Linked DNA regions of Mus musculus: regions 1 and 2 are each linked to region 3. Evidence: chromatin contacts called from public promoter capture Hi-C data. All regions are on one chromosome and are shown on one strand. The core of a region is the stretch at or near the end of the contact, and the rest is flanking DNA. Distances in the headings are between cores, read along the strand shown.

Region 1 (4,808 bases), core at 974-3,473, 350 kb after region 3:
ATGGTATCTTCTGCACTTGAGATTCTCTCTTCTATCTCTTGTATTCTGTTGGTGATGTTGACATCTATGACTCCTGATCTCTTTCCTAGGTTTTCTAACTCCAGGGTTGTCTCTCTTTGTGATTTATATATTGTTTCTATTTCCATTTTTAGATCTTGGATGGTTTTGTTTGTTTCCTTCACCTGTTTGATTGTGATTTCCTGTAATTCTTTAAGGAATTTTTGGGTTTCCTCTTTAGAGACTTTTAGCTGTTTACCTGTGTTCTCCTGTATTTCTTTAAGGGAGTTATTTATGTCCTTCTTAATGTCCTCTATCATCATTATGAGAAATGATTTTTAGATCCGAATCTTGCTTTTCCACTGTGATGGTGTATCCAGGACTTGCTATGGTGGGAGAATTGGGTTCTGGTGATGCCAAGAAACCTTGGTTTCTGTTGCTTATGTTCTTATGCTTGCCTCCTGCCATCTGGTTATCTCTAGTGCTACCTGCCTGGCTATATCTGACTGGAGCCTGTCCTTCCTGTGATCCTGGTTGTGTCAGAACTCCTCAAAGTTCAGTTGTCTTTGGGATCCTATAATTCTGGGATCCTGGGATCCTGAGATCCTGGGTGTGTCAGAGCTCCTGGGAGTCAAGCTGCCTCTGGGACCCTGAGATCCTGGTGTAATCAAGTTCCTAGGAGCCTCTGATCCTGTGATCCTGTGTTCCTGAACATGTTATAGCACCTGGGAGTAGAGCTTCCTCTGGGTGTTGTGGGACTGGCTGTGGAGTTTGTGCCCAAGGTCTGCTTAGGGCACTGGCTAAAAACCAGAAGCAACCTGTGCTAATGGTCGGGTGGACTTCCTGGGTGCCTGGGTCCTGCTGTTTCCAGTTACTTCTGGGACTAACAACTTTTAAAATGTTACCTTCATCTTTCAATATGATTTAAGGTGTCCCCACATTTTCAGGAGATAAGGTGAGTCCAAGGCCAGGCCCTTTCAGTCACTCCTAAATCCTGCAGACACATGTCCCTAACAGGCTTCTTCAGTTCATTAAGCAACAACTTGTTCTATTTTCCACCACAGTAGAATTTTATTTAATTTTGTTTTCTGAAAAAGCTCCCCCACACACACTTGTTCCATGATATCAACCAGAACTAACACCATAAAGTCCCATTGACCTTAGTATTTCCCAGTGTCCAGCAGAGGGAAGCACAGGAACAAAGGAACATATTTTTCTTCACAGATCCAGGGAGGCTGCTGGTGTGGCTGAGATGGTGCAGATCCAGACAAGACTAGAGGCCTTAACACAAAAACAGATTAGGAACAAAACCTCAGTATGGTGGTATGAGTTTGTAATCTCAGTATGGTGGTATGAGTTTGTAATCTCAGTACCTAGGAAGTAGAAACAGGAGAATCAGAAGATCAAGGCCAGCTATGGATGAAACCCTGCCTTAAAACAAAAATTAGAAACCAGTATCATCAAGTGGGTTCCCTGATTTCTCGGGAATATGTAGAAGTAGGGAAAGGTGAGAAGATGTGTTTCACAAACATCAGTGACTCAACTCCCACGAGTTTCTAATTTCAAATCTTGGCATTTTATTTTACTGTGGAGAAAAATACATTTTGGCAAACGTCCAATAAATGATGGATACTGTGGAGAGATGGAGTTGATTTAGCACAGAAATTTTTCTCCCAAACATATTTAAAAGTAGTGAGCTCTCCGAGTCTAGAGGTGGATGGCAGATGGCTTGGCCACTTGGTAGGAGCATTGGGAACCTACTTTAAGCATCAGAAAGAGAACTACTCACAATTTAACTTCACTTGCAGACTTGAGAACACAGAATTTCTGAGCCACTATCTGAGGGAAGTTGTAGATATGTTCTAAACTCCCCAGACAGCAGCTGTGGAGCTGAGCATTGCTCTAAAATTTCCAGCCCTTTCTGAGGGTCTCAGACCAAAGCTTAGCCCTGCCTGAAGATGCCATTTGCTGTGCATGCCTTTGGGAAGCTCAAGGTGGACGGAGGTTAGAGTGCCACGGGAAAGAGCTTATGTAAGATGTTGTTGTTTGAGATCATATGTAATCTGATAGTTGAGTCTGGAACCAATTATAAGAGCTTGAACTAAGGCTATGTATGGCTTGGGTTGCCATCAGACTCCTGGGAGCTCTGTGGAGCAGGCAGAGCACCTTGTCATCTCATGATTAGGCCACTGGACCACACATGGATGGATGTGGTAACAAGGCCTCACCATCTAAGACAGGTTATACAAAGCCCTTCAGAAGAGCACCAAGATCTCGTCACAGGGCCCCAAAGCAACTGGCCTTCCAGCATGTGGCTCTTTGCTCTGGCCCTGGCTTCCCTCAACACTTGCATGGCTTTGGGTAAGTTCTTCCAAAACACAAACACTTGGAGCTCTTTTGAAGCTCCTAAGCCAGGGCAAATGGGAGTGTAAATGCGTATGAAGAGAAGAGAGGCCAGGTTCCATTCTGTATCAGAGATCACCAGCATGATTTCAAAATGGGCTTGGAGCAAAGGAACCCAGCAAGCTCCTCCCATCACAGAGATCCAGGGAAAGAAAACCATGGTGATACTGCAGCTGCAGGTGCTAAGAAGTCATTGAGCTAGCATGAGAGGCCCTAGCTATCTCCCAGATCTTACTCTATCTCTGGGTAGACATAAAAAGAGGCTCAGCAGAGTTTTAACAGCATTGAGTCAGGAGCCAGGGCACAAGGCTAGAGTCTAGTTCAGCTCTTCTGATCCCCATGACTTTGGGAAAGACACTTCAACTTTGCAGTGTCTGGGTGATGAATCTGGAAAATGGAAAGCAATAGAGCCTTCCTTACTGGGCTGTACTGAGGGTGGCATAGGTGGTTGTTTTGTAGCTCTTAGCATAGTGTCTGGTCTAGAAGCACAATATATGGATGGACGTAAAGGGGTGATATCTTTAATGGGTATATTAATAAAAATTTGAAATATGGTCAAGCCAACATGTTAAGAGCCAAATGCTACTAAGAAGATAATTTGTTCCTCAGTCCCCAAGAGATATTGGTATGAACTGTATGTTGTATGAGAAGGTGATTAAGAGGCACACCTTAGACTCAGGAGCCTGTCATTGTAGGAGAAGGACCACAGACACACCTAGATGAGAGAGGGAACAGAAAGGAGCTGCAAGGAGTTGGAGGAGGGATTAAGGCCTTCACATCACCAGGGGGGGCTGGGACTTGTACTGAGGGAATGAATAAGTAAATGAGGGGAGATGGAAAGGAATTGCATACGTGAAAAAGCAGAGTTCAGAGATTCAGATACCAAGGTACAAGTTCTGGCTGGGAAGAATAAATGGGCTACAAATACTGCTAAGTAGAGACCATGGGAACTGGGGGGGGGTCTGAAATGTACAGGTGCATGATGTGGAGACTCTCAAATCCCTAGATAAAGGACTGAGGTTTGCTTAATGGTCAAGTAAAGAACAGGGACCATTCTGGAGTCAAGAATATTCTCCTGGCAGTTCTTAACATGGTCATCCCAGCCAGGCTAGCCTGCGAGCTCCATTCTTGTGGCACATACAGTTCTTCCCTAACTCCCTACAGCTTCGTCCCTGTCTTGGTCCTCCTTTGTTTGGCTCTATACAAAGCCAGACTGACCATCTGTCCTGATGCTGAAGGGCATTGGCATTCTTGATCATGGTCATGGATCATATGTTCTCCTGTGTGGCTTCAGGGCATCAGTATCTCAGAGCATCCCTCTCAGAACGTGATTCTATTCTCTCATTCACCAACTGTTGCCACTGAGTACAGACACTTTGTCAACATCTCCACTCAAGTGTGTGGTCAGAAATAAATAATGATTCAAAAATGGTCTTACCAAAGAGAACAGCCAATAGCCCTGGAAGGTCTTTTAGGAAACCATATTGCAAAACAAATCAGGGTCTACTCCAAGCACTGGAAACAGTCCCAACTGAGAACAACACACTAGAGTGGTCACAGGAGGAAGGGCAAACAAAGCACCATGGAAGTCCAGGGAGACATGGAGAAGGGGCTGGAAGAGTGTGAGAGCTACCTCTGAGCCAAGATCACTAGCTGTGGTCCATGTTAGCTCAGTGATGCTTTCCTGCCACCTGAAGTGGGTAGAAATGAGTAGCCAGAAGGTGGAAAGTGGACCATTGAGATGAGAAAATATAAAAAGAAATAAAAGATTACTTATCAAATGGGGGTATTCATATGGGGCATTTACTGTGCACCAGATGTGTATTCCAAGTACTTTATAATCCTTCTCAAAGAAGCCTAGCTAAGTAGGCACTAGCATAGCCACATTACAGATGAGGACACTGAGGGATGGAGAGAATCCTGAATGGACTTCCTGAAGATGGGTTGAGGTGAGGTTGCTGGGGTAACCAGCAGCAAAACAATGTGCCATTCCAGATTCGTCCATTCTCATTTTGCCTTACATTCCCTTTCAAATCTGCCACAGTGCCTTGGGGACAGAAAGAAGACAGAATCCTAGACATAGCGAGGGTTGCCAGGGCTCTGATGGCCAAACACTGGTTCTGGATTCAGATGGCAGAAATGAATAAGACACAGTTTGGCAGAGGACACTGGGGTAATAACCATTCTAACAAGTCTTGCTAATGAACTGCTTCAAATGGCATGGAAGTCCTAAGCTGTCCTGCAATAAGCGTGGATTGTCTTTCCTGAGTTTGAGCCTTTCAAATACAAAGTCTTGTCGATTTGGAGATACCGACATTCACAGGGTCCAATTAATCCAGACCCTGTACCCCAACCACCTCCAATATGGGGTTCTTGTAGCCTACAGCCTATTCAACTTAGTCACTCAG
Region 2 (5,063 bases), core at 1,407-3,906, 320 kb after region 3:
GTGGTCTCAGTTCTTGCCTTCAGGTCTATAAGATTTGTGTCATCTCTCTTCCTAGACATTTGCATTTTCTGAGTTGAAGAAACACATTGTTTGAAGTTTAAGGGCTGGATTTGGATCTCCATTCCTTCCTGGCTGGAACATACTTCTCTTCTCTGGGTGTTTGGACTAGGTATCATATTCCCTACCTGCCTTCATCAGAGTATTTATTTTCACATACTAGAATCAAACACTCTACCTGGGCTCCCTAAATTTCCTTAATTTTTATGAGGATACTTTGGTGTGTGAACACCTCAACTGCTTGATGTGTCATGGGGAGACACATGGAGGATCTCGATCACTGTTTTGTTCCATCAACTTTACCAAAGAGCCAGGTCACTCAAACCCATCAGTATGCAAATTCCCTCTCTTATACTCACCTCTGCTTTGCTGTCATTGCAAAATGTAAAATCGGTTGTCATTTTCTTCCTGTAAACAATAGAATTTCATTTAAAGATTTTATTTTTTATACACACATGCATTTCTGTGTGTGTGTGTGTGTGTGTGTGTGTGTGTTTGTAAATGCCCCTGGAGGCCAGAACAGCATGCTGGATTCCCTGGAGCTAGATTAACATGTAGTTGTGAGTTACTCAAATGGATGCTGGGAATGGAACTTAGGCCCTATACAATAGCAGCAAGAGCTCTAGCACTTAACAACTGAGCCAATTTCTCCATTCCCAAGCAATTTAATATTTTTTAAAGTCTTATTTTACTTACTTCTCCTGTTCCCATTCCAGACACCACTACTCTCCCACCAAGACTGTCCTTTCCAGTCCCCCACAAAAAGTGTTTGACTTGATTTCTTTTTTTTTAATTTCTTTTATTTTTTAAAATTAGGTATTTTCTTCTTTTACATTTCCAATAGTCCCCCATATTCTCCCTACCAACTCCCCTACCCACCCACTCCCACTTCTTGGCCCTGGCGTTCCCCTGTACTGGGGCATATAAAGTTTGCAAGTCCAATGGGCCTCTCTTTCCAATGATGGCCGACTAGGCCATCTTCTGCTACATATGCAGCTAGAGACACGAGCTCTGGGGACTACTGGTTAGTTCATATTGTTGTTCCACCTATAGGGTTGCAGACCCCTTTAGCTCCTTGGGTACTTTCTCTAGCTCCTCCATTGGGGGCCCTGTGATCCATCCAATTGCTGACTGTGAGCATCCACTTCTGTGTTTGCTAGGCCCCGGTATAGCCTCACAAGAGACAGCTATATCAGGGTTCTTTCTTAAACAAGGTCAAAGCAATGCTTTATAGTCACACCTTCCTTCACCACAAACTTTCCAAATGTCTTATCACTGTATTAGAGACACATGCTTCTTTCCAAGGCTCCTGGGCTGCTGGGGTTAAGAAACAGGAACAACACCACATAGTGAAATCAGAAATCAAACAGTACATATTCTCTTTTATTTTGCTTTATCTAGGTACATTCAAGTGGTGCTAATGCAAAACATTTTGGACATTTTAAATAATTCATAGATAAGGGCTATAGATGTGTCTCAGCCATTAAGAGCAATGGCTGCTTTTCTAGAGGACATATGTTCAGTTTCTAGAACCCATACATTGGTTCACAATCTATAACTCCATTTCCTGGTGTCTTGAAGACCTCCCTCTTCTGGCCATTGCGGGCATTGTATACACATGCTGCATAGATATATACGCAGTCAAATGCACAAAAAGTAAATAAAATCTCCAAGAAAGAAAGAATTCATAGATAGATGCATATGTGGATGATTAGACAAAGGATTGTGGTTCACAAAGTTTATTTGACTTAAGGACAATGTTGTGTTTGAATGAGGACTGTTCCCATAGTCTTGGGCTTTCACTTGATCCCCAGTTAGTGGTGCTGTTTGGAGATATTTAGAAGATATAGACTTCTTAGAGGAAGTATGTCAGTGGAGGTAGGCTTAGAGAATTTAAAGTCTCTCATCATTTCTAGTTCACTCTCTACTGTGAGCTTACATTTAAGTATTATGATCAGGCTTGCTACACGTCACCATGCTTTTGCGCTGCCATTATGGACTCTTCTCCCTCCGGACACTTTCTCCTCCTTATGATGTCTTTGCTCTTCGTGTTTCATCACAGCAAGCAGAAGTAACTAATACAAACATTGTGGCTAAGCAGCCCTGATCCAAAAGCAGTGAGATCATTAACAGAGGTATACACTGGTGCTTCAGGTTACCTGGCAGGAATAGTCAACATCAGAAAACAACACTGGCTGAAGAGTGAGATTAGAAAACTTCCAAACTTGAGACCATCTCTTCTAGGAAATAGATGCATGGCAGCTGGGAAGTGTGCAATGTTCCCAGCCGAGCAACACTGGGGACTTCTTCCTGACTGCATGCATCTGCTTGCTGGTACCTGCCTTGAGAAGTTCAAGGTGCACTGAGCTTTTCAGTTAGAAGTGTTTGCATAAGAGGTTGGCTTGATATCAGAGAGTGGGTAGTGTCTTTAAAGAAAAAGAAGAGTAAACTCGTAGTGGGTGTGGCTTGGAGGTCCTAACAAATACCTTGGGAGCTCTTTGGAGAGGGGGAGCTTTATGTAATTATGCTAATTGGTCTAGAGGTGGGTCCACAGCAAAGAGGCTCTCTATTTGAGCTGCAGACACCTCCCTGTCTCCTAGAGTTCCTGTCCTTCCTTCTACCATGTGGCTCCATGCTCTGGTCTGGGCTTCTCTTGCTCTTTGCCCAATATGGGGTAAGTTCTTCTGGATTACAAACATTGGGTTGTACATTTGGAAACCTGTCCTTGATGAAGTGGGTGAAATGTATACAGAGCAAGCACAAAACAGTTCACTGACCCTTGTACGGGCTTAGATGGGCGACATTTATACCTCCAAACAGATTACTTTTTAGTTGGCCCTCTCTTTAATGTTGGGAGGAAAAGAGACCTTAGAAGTTCAAGTGACTATCAATGATGCAAGCCTAAAAGTCACTAAACCAACCATGAATCCAGGTTTGACCATCATCTCTGATGTTTCCTCATGTTTTCTCCAATATCAGGACACTCACCCTCATCACCGGTAGTGGACACCACCCAAGGCAAAATCCTGGGAAAGTACACCAGCTTAGAAGGATTTGAACACCCTGTGGCAGTTTTCCTGGGAGTCCCCTTTGCCAAGCCCCCTCTTGGATCCCTGAGGTTTGCTCCACCAGAGCCTGCAGAGCCCTGGAGCTTTGTGAAGAATGCCACCTCCTATCCTCCTATGTAAGTTACAAGGGTGGGGATTGTTTCAGTGGACATGTGTTATGGTAAGTATGTAAAGTGAATTGGGGCTTTCTACCATGCCTTGGATCATTTAGCTCCCAGATAAAAGACATAAAACTTTTATATTTATAGTAAGACTTTAAACCACTATAAATGGGTAGATATCTAATCTCTAAGCTATTTTGTCTACTTCCCTATCAATAACCATGAGATATAATTTGCCATATTCCACCTGGGCTGCTCTTATACCAATTGGCCAGCCCTTATGGCCACATTTTCATGATTCTCCTACCCAATGGTGTCTTATCCTCTCTTTACCTTCACTCCTTCCTCTGGTGGTCCTGCCTCAAACCCCAAGGCCAAGAGCTGAAACTTTTTCTACCTCTCCTCTTCCCAGTTATAGGCTGTAGGCAGCTCTATTGACTAATCAAGGATAAATTGGTGTATATGAGAGTTTCCCCTTCCCTGAGTTAACCAGAACCAGTACTTAGCATTATAACAGCAGATCAAAAGGGGGTATATGAGATAGGTATACCTATCTCACGGTGATCCAAGATGGAGACAAGGCAATCCTCTGACTAGCTATATTAACAGCAATTATTGGCATTCCTGAGAGCATCATGAGTCCTTAAATATGGTCTAGATACTAAGAACTTTCGTAGTTTTCCAAACCCTTTATTTAGCACAAATGTACTGAGTACCTGTGGTGAACCAGTACTGTTCTGGGTTTTTAGGAAACATGAAGGGAAGCAAGTTGCTAAATCTTTTATCCTATTGGCTGGAAAGAGAATATAAGAAGTCTGTAGATTAGTACATCAATCATGCAATATACTAGAACATCCTAAATGCTTTGGAAAACAGTAATTGATCAGGTGAGGGAGATGAGAAGTAAGATGCTATATCATTGTGATTTGAACTTTAGTGTTGCTTAGGAGTGCGGTGGGTGTGGACTTGTGGGTGAGTAGAATAGAAAAGATGACAGCAATTACTCAGCCCAGATCTACCTAGCTACTTATTCACAAGCAATTACCAAGGTTGTATCACATCACTCCTGGCAACTGAGTGAACAAGCCCAAGAATTCCAGATGGCCTCATGGCCACCTCAGAGAACCTCAAAAACATACAAATGTCAGATCAGAGAGCATTTGTGTCCTCCTCAAGGTTCCTCTGGGAGTTTCCAGGATTCTATACTTGGCTATCTTCTCACCATTTCATGCCTTTTGTCTACAACTAATAAGTGCTAAGTGCTATGTACTTCATTTACATTTTGCTTGCAAAGTCAGACACTTACTATCACAAAAAGTTAAACACACACACACACACTCACACACACACAGACATACACACTTACATGGAAGTGAAATAGAGTTAAAATCATGTACAATTCGACAGCTCAGAGAGAACTGCTATTAACAATTGAGATCATGCTTTCAAGACATTTTTCTCTGTAAACCCTCCATTAAACAGAGATGAAAAATAGAGAGTGTATCGGTGGCAGCCTGGCACATTCATATGCATCAGCATCCTTTCATGCCATATTGAAAATATATTTTATATTATAATATAATATTAATTGTATATAATGATTAATATAATAAATAATATGATGAATATAAGACTATATATACATATATGTACATTTACATATACATATACTGTTAATATTTATTAACTGTGCATAATTGGGTCCTAAAGTATTATTTATTTACACAGTCTTCTATTTGGGTTGATTAAAGTAGTTTGGTTTCCTTGGCTATAAACAAAATTCTAATGGATTTATTACATACAACCATAAACAGTTTGGGACAAATTCACAAAGGTA
Region 3 (4,748 bases), core at 1,331-3,830:
CTTAACATATACAAAAAATGTATTAAAGAAAAATAGCTTTGAGCTGACTAGGTTTTGCAAGACACAGTTCCATAGTACTCACAAGACTGAAGCTTATGTACAAGGAAACCTGAGTCAAAAATCCATATTGAACTTTCCAGTTCCTTCATTCGACTTCAAAAAAAAAAAGATCATTTTTTAATTCTAGGTGATGATGTATCTTGAAATGCTGACACTTGATGACCCTTGAAATGCTGGACCCAGACCCAGGTCACGTGGTCAGAGCTCAATTATACTGTGAAACTCCTATAGTGCTCCACATTGGGTAACCAGCCTGACTTGCTGGGGAGACTGGTACTGGAACTGACATTCCTTTCAAATAAGCAATTGAAAATTAAATACTAAAAAGAACTGGGAAATAGCTACTGACAGTGAGCTAAAACATGCACAAGGAGAGCAAAATTACAAAAGAAAAAAAGGGGAAAAATTGAATTAAGATTCAAAATCAATCCCAGTCACAAATAAACTCTTTAAAGCAGAGAGCCTGTGAGCATGTGTTGTGTGGGTTTCGTTTCTAACGTGTGTGTGTGCGTGCACGCACATATAGAGTGCTTCAAATGGGGCTGTTCCTTTCTCTATGTTAGCACTGCATAGAGGAGGGTGGGGCATCACTCACTTTTTACAGCCCAAAACTATTTCAAAGCTCTTCCCCCACCACCCAGCCTGAAGTCCTTGGCCACACCCATGAAAGACTGCAGCAGGTGGGTGTTGCTACAGTAAGTGCTTATGCTGGGTTTCCCACACCATCTTCCTCCTAAACAGAGGCATGTGCTGCTGAGAGGTGATGGGTTGGCCTCTGGAAATGTAGTCTGCATATCAACAGGTTAATATTCCACAATTGCTCCCATTCAGCTGCGGAGGAATCTCCTCTGCTGGCATGCCGTATTGATTCCCCTCCACAGGGTTTCAATCTGATCCACAATCCTCCATTTGTTCTCATCCTGCAGACAGTGGACAATCAGCTGAAGGATGGATGTCAGGCTTTTTCTGTCCCATCGAATCTAGGTAGACAATACTCTTCTTCTGTAGATCAACCACCAGTCTCCACTAAGCATGCAGGTGATTGGGTACCAGAATAAGCTCCTTTGCAAAGAGATTAACTGCCTGGGTCCATCTTTTGGCTGACTGGAAGCCCTCACACTTTAATTTTGTATAAAAGAAGACATTAAATGTATGCAGTGCAGGGTGACTTTGACTTTAATTTCTTTCCATGAGAAGACTCATGTAAAAATTGATTACTTTATCAGTGAGTGCATACCATGTGTGTTCTTTTGTGATTGGGTTACTTTACTCGGGATGGTATCCTCCAGATCCATCCATTTGCCTAAGTATTTCATAAATTCATTGTTTTTAAGAGTTGAGAAGTACTCCATTGTGTAATGTACCACATTTTCTGTGTCCATGGAAGGAGTTACAAAGTATGGAGCAGAGACTGAAGGAGTGATTATTCAGAGACTGCCCCACTTGGGGATCCTTCCCATTATACAATCACCAAACCCAGACACTTTTGTGGATGCCAACAAGTGCTTGCTGACAGAAGCCTGTTATAGCTGTCTCCTGAGAGGCTCTACCAGTGCCTGACAAATACAAAAGTGGATGCTCACAGTCATCCATTGGACTGAGCACAGGGTCCCCAATGCAGGAGCTAGAGAAAGGACCCAAGGAGCTGAAGGGGTTTGCACCCCCTTAGGAGAAACAACAATATAAACTAACCAGTACTCCCAGAGCTCTCAGGGACTAAACCATCAACCAAAGAAAACACATGGTGGGACTCATGGCTCCAGGTGCATATGTAGCAGAGGATGGCCTTGTTGGTCATCAGTGGGAGGAGAGGCCCTTGGTCCTGTGAAGGCTCTATGCCCCAGTGTAGGGGAATGCCATGGCCAGGAAATAGGAGTGGGTGGGTTGGTGAACAGGGGGAGAGGGGAAAGGGTAGGGGATTTTCAGAGGAAAACCAGGAAAGGGGATATTTGAAATGTAAGTAAAAAATATCTAATAAAAAAATAAAAAAGACCCCCCTATTTCCCCCCCCCCCCAAAAATTGATGACTTTGCCACTGAACCACTGGTTGTCCTTTTAGTGTCTGCCTGTCTCCTTGAGTGATTTGTAGTTTGAAGGCAGAAGTTAAGAACTCATCTTGTGACCCTGGGCCTAGCTCAATTCTGATTTCCTTTACCATGCCTGTGACACCAGGGCTGTGGTCTAGTCCTCTGCCCTCCTCTTGATCTGCAAGAGCCTTTTCCTTGACCTCGGGTATTCAGATGTTGTTGATGCTACCATTGTTGACAGTGTGTACTCAGATTTGGACCTGAGCTCCTCCAGAAAGTCAGGCTGGGGGTGGTGTCCCTCCCCCCTTTAGTTAGTTAGTTTGTTTGGTTTTTGAGGTTCATTCCCCATCTCATGGGTTTCATAATGTTTCTCCTCTGAGCACCTCTTTTCACTTTTGGCCGGCAAGTGTTTTGCTCTTATGACAACACAGGCAGTTTGTTTTGGCTGGGGCTGAGTTGCTTCATTCAATTCATCTGCCGTTCCATGCAGCCTCCTTTCATGTTCTTTGTGGTGTCCTCAGGGCTAGTGAGAGTGCTGTGAGGGCCAGAGTGCACAGGATCACCAGGCTGAAAGTGTTCTCACAACCTTCAGTACTTTTGGTTGTGGTGTTTCTGAGCACCTTCCTCTATGTGACAGTAGGGTGCTTGTGAACCTCTCCACCATGCACAACACTTCACCTCAGTTACAGCCTCGTCCTGAGGGCCTTTGGCACTCTTACTGTTCTACCTGTAATCAACCTTCATCCTGGGATTTCCATATCTGACTCTTGTCAGGCTTTTCAGGCGTAGGCTCTATTTCACCCTGCAACCTGTTATTTCCTCTTTGACCTTTAGCTGGATACTCACAGCCCATGGTGTGTCATGCTGCTGGTGAAATGACCAGGTAGATGGTCTATTTGGATTACATTCAATTAGGTACCTGCTATCTGCTGTGGTATAGTCTTTAGATGTCTGAATCAAAGAACATGACAGCAGGACTCTCGTTGGATGCTCCTGGGTTGTTGTCCTCTCGATGGGTGAAGGATCACCTAATCCACATGGAGGTGTTTTATACACACTGGATATGTTGATCCAACCTCAGGCACTGGTGGAGAAGAGCTCAGATTTCCTTTTTCCCAATGGAGGTCACCTTTGACATTGCGGTCAGGCAGAATATGAAGGTAGATGGACATGACAGCTTCAAGGAGTACTTTGCTCTTAGTAAATGGCTCAATCTAATCATGTGTGCAAGGAGACAGTTCACCAGTCTACCTATATAAAAACTCCATGGAGTTCAGCCACTGTCATTTATGTTGGGGCTAAAGTGAGATTCCAGGACACAGTGAACTTCTGTAGACCCTGAAATTGTGGAAATATCACTGGTCTTCATAGCCAGTTGCCCCAAGACAGCAGACTTTGGCAGTGCATGCAGGGCACTGGAAGCAAGACTGTTGCATGCCTTGGCTGTTGCCCTGACTATGAAGTTCTAGGTTCCATTGCTGGTTGTGATGCAGTTTGAGAGAAGAATCATGATAACATCTTATGCTTAGTGGAGACCCTGACCACCATCATCTAGTTTAAGGGGCTTAAAGGTCCTTTCCATCTCCTAAGTTCCTGTTGGTTTGTGGTTCTAGAGGTTGAAGCAAACCCAAAGTCAACAAGGAGGGAAGAAATATTCGGAGAAACAGTAGACTCATTACATTTCTTTCTTTTCCCTGAAACAAAGTCTAGGAGAGAGATTTGAATCCTTGGCAGGATTTGTACACATGTACCTTCCCCTCTGACGAACAGAGGATTATACTTAATGATGCATTTTTTTTCTTTCTTTTTTTTAAAAGAGAGTCTTGTGATCTTAAAAAATTGCTGATTGTTGCAAAATATTTCATTGCCTCAACTATTCCTACACAGACATGGATCACAAGATTAAACAGGCTAACTCCTAAGTACTGCTATTGTATGAAATGAAAATTTAAAAAGAAAGAAAGAAAGAAAGAAAGAAAGAAAGAAAGAAAGAAGGAAAGAAAAGCTTTAAATAGAACCCTCCCCTTAAACATTTTAAAATCTTATTCGTTTAAATCACTACTTCACCTGTGAATTTCTCACAGTCCAGCAGGTGGCAGAAAACATCAGGGAAAATATTGTTTACAAACTTCCTGGATTGTTGGTGATAATATTGCTGAACTTAGAATGGAAATTTTTGTAAATATCTTAGAACACACACACACACACACACACACACACACACACACACACACACACACCCTTTCCTCTGTAGCATTTGAAAAGGGAAACTGTATAATTTATAACCTGAAAATTGATTGACAGAATAGAAGCTGGGGCTACAGTTTTGTTTCTTTTTTTTTTTAATTTAATTTTTGTACTTTTTGGTAAAGTTCTTGAAGAGCCTCAGATAAAGACAGAGAAGAGTTTGCCTGAGGTTGTCAGTGCCCGCTATTCTCCTGATATCTTTTGACTGTGGATCCTTTGCCTAGTTCTGTAACTTAATTCTCTAATCTTGGTTAGTAGTCCAAGCTGAAGCTTCTGCTTTCTCCTTTGCTCCCGGAGAGAGGTGGAGAGAGCTGCATCGTGTGTGGGCCCTGTGCCTGTGACACCGCCCTTCCTGGTGATGTTGATGTAAATAATGCAGCTTCACGATGAACTTCTTTCCCCAAAGCTGGGACA

Evidence for each region. Promoter capture Hi-C pulls out the DNA fragments that hold promoters and counts their contacts.
Region 1: a contact with region 3 is called in a promoter capture Hi-C map of liver, with 4 times the contacts expected there. The contact joins the promoter of Ces1a here to the enhancer-like site in region 3. A contact is called at or near these places in 16 of 39 promoter capture datasets (the 3T3-L1 cell line, 3T3-L1-derived adipocytes, the C10 cell line and 10 more), 1 of 15 datasets of contacts at CTCF or cohesin (hippocampal excitatory neurons), 18 of 484 Hi-C or Micro-C datasets (the 3T3-L1 cell line, cardiomyocytes, cerebellum and 8 more), 3 of 115 datasets of contacts at active chromatin or transcription factors (astrocytes, embryonic stem cells and hepatocytes) and 4 of 9 other capture datasets (adipose tissue, embryonic stem cells, liver and 1 more).
Region 2: a promoter capture Hi-C map of liver shows a contact between it and region 3, with 4 times the contacts expected there. The contact joins the promoter of Ces1b here to the enhancer-like site in region 3. A contact is called at or near these places in 4 of 39 promoter capture datasets (Sertoli cells, cranial neural crest, erythroid cells and 1 more), 3 of 484 Hi-C or Micro-C datasets (the N1E-115 cell line, liver and nephron progenitors), 2 of 115 datasets of contacts at active chromatin or transcription factors (embryonic stem cells and hepatocytes) and 2 of 9 other capture datasets (adipose tissue and pancreatic islet).

What each region holds. Positions count from the first base shown.
Region 1 is chr8:93,045,607-93,050,414 of GRCm38.p6, reverse strand. It overlaps Ces1a (carboxylesterase 1A), which reads left to right and starts at 2,223. Exons shown (of 14, transcript NM_001013764.2): 1 at 2,223-2,358. The coding sequence starts at 2,307.
Region 2 is chr8:93,077,533-93,082,595 of GRCm38.p6, reverse strand. Ces1b (carboxylesterase 1B) reads left to right here and starts at 2,656. Exons shown (of 13, transcript NM_001381922.1): 1 at 2,656-2,731; 2 at 3,037-3,241. The coding sequence starts at 2,680.
Region 3 is chr8:93,397,688-93,402,435 of GRCm38.p6, reverse strand. No RefSeq gene overlaps it. Among named protein-coding and RNA genes, the nearest start is that of Ces1h, 20 kb to the right of the region's middle. Within about 2 kb of position 2,580, at least 6 of the 459 cell types and tissues checked have an H3K27ac peak or open chromatin away from gene starts, as enhancers often do. A contact at or near this core is called in hepatocytes and liver, where this site is marked.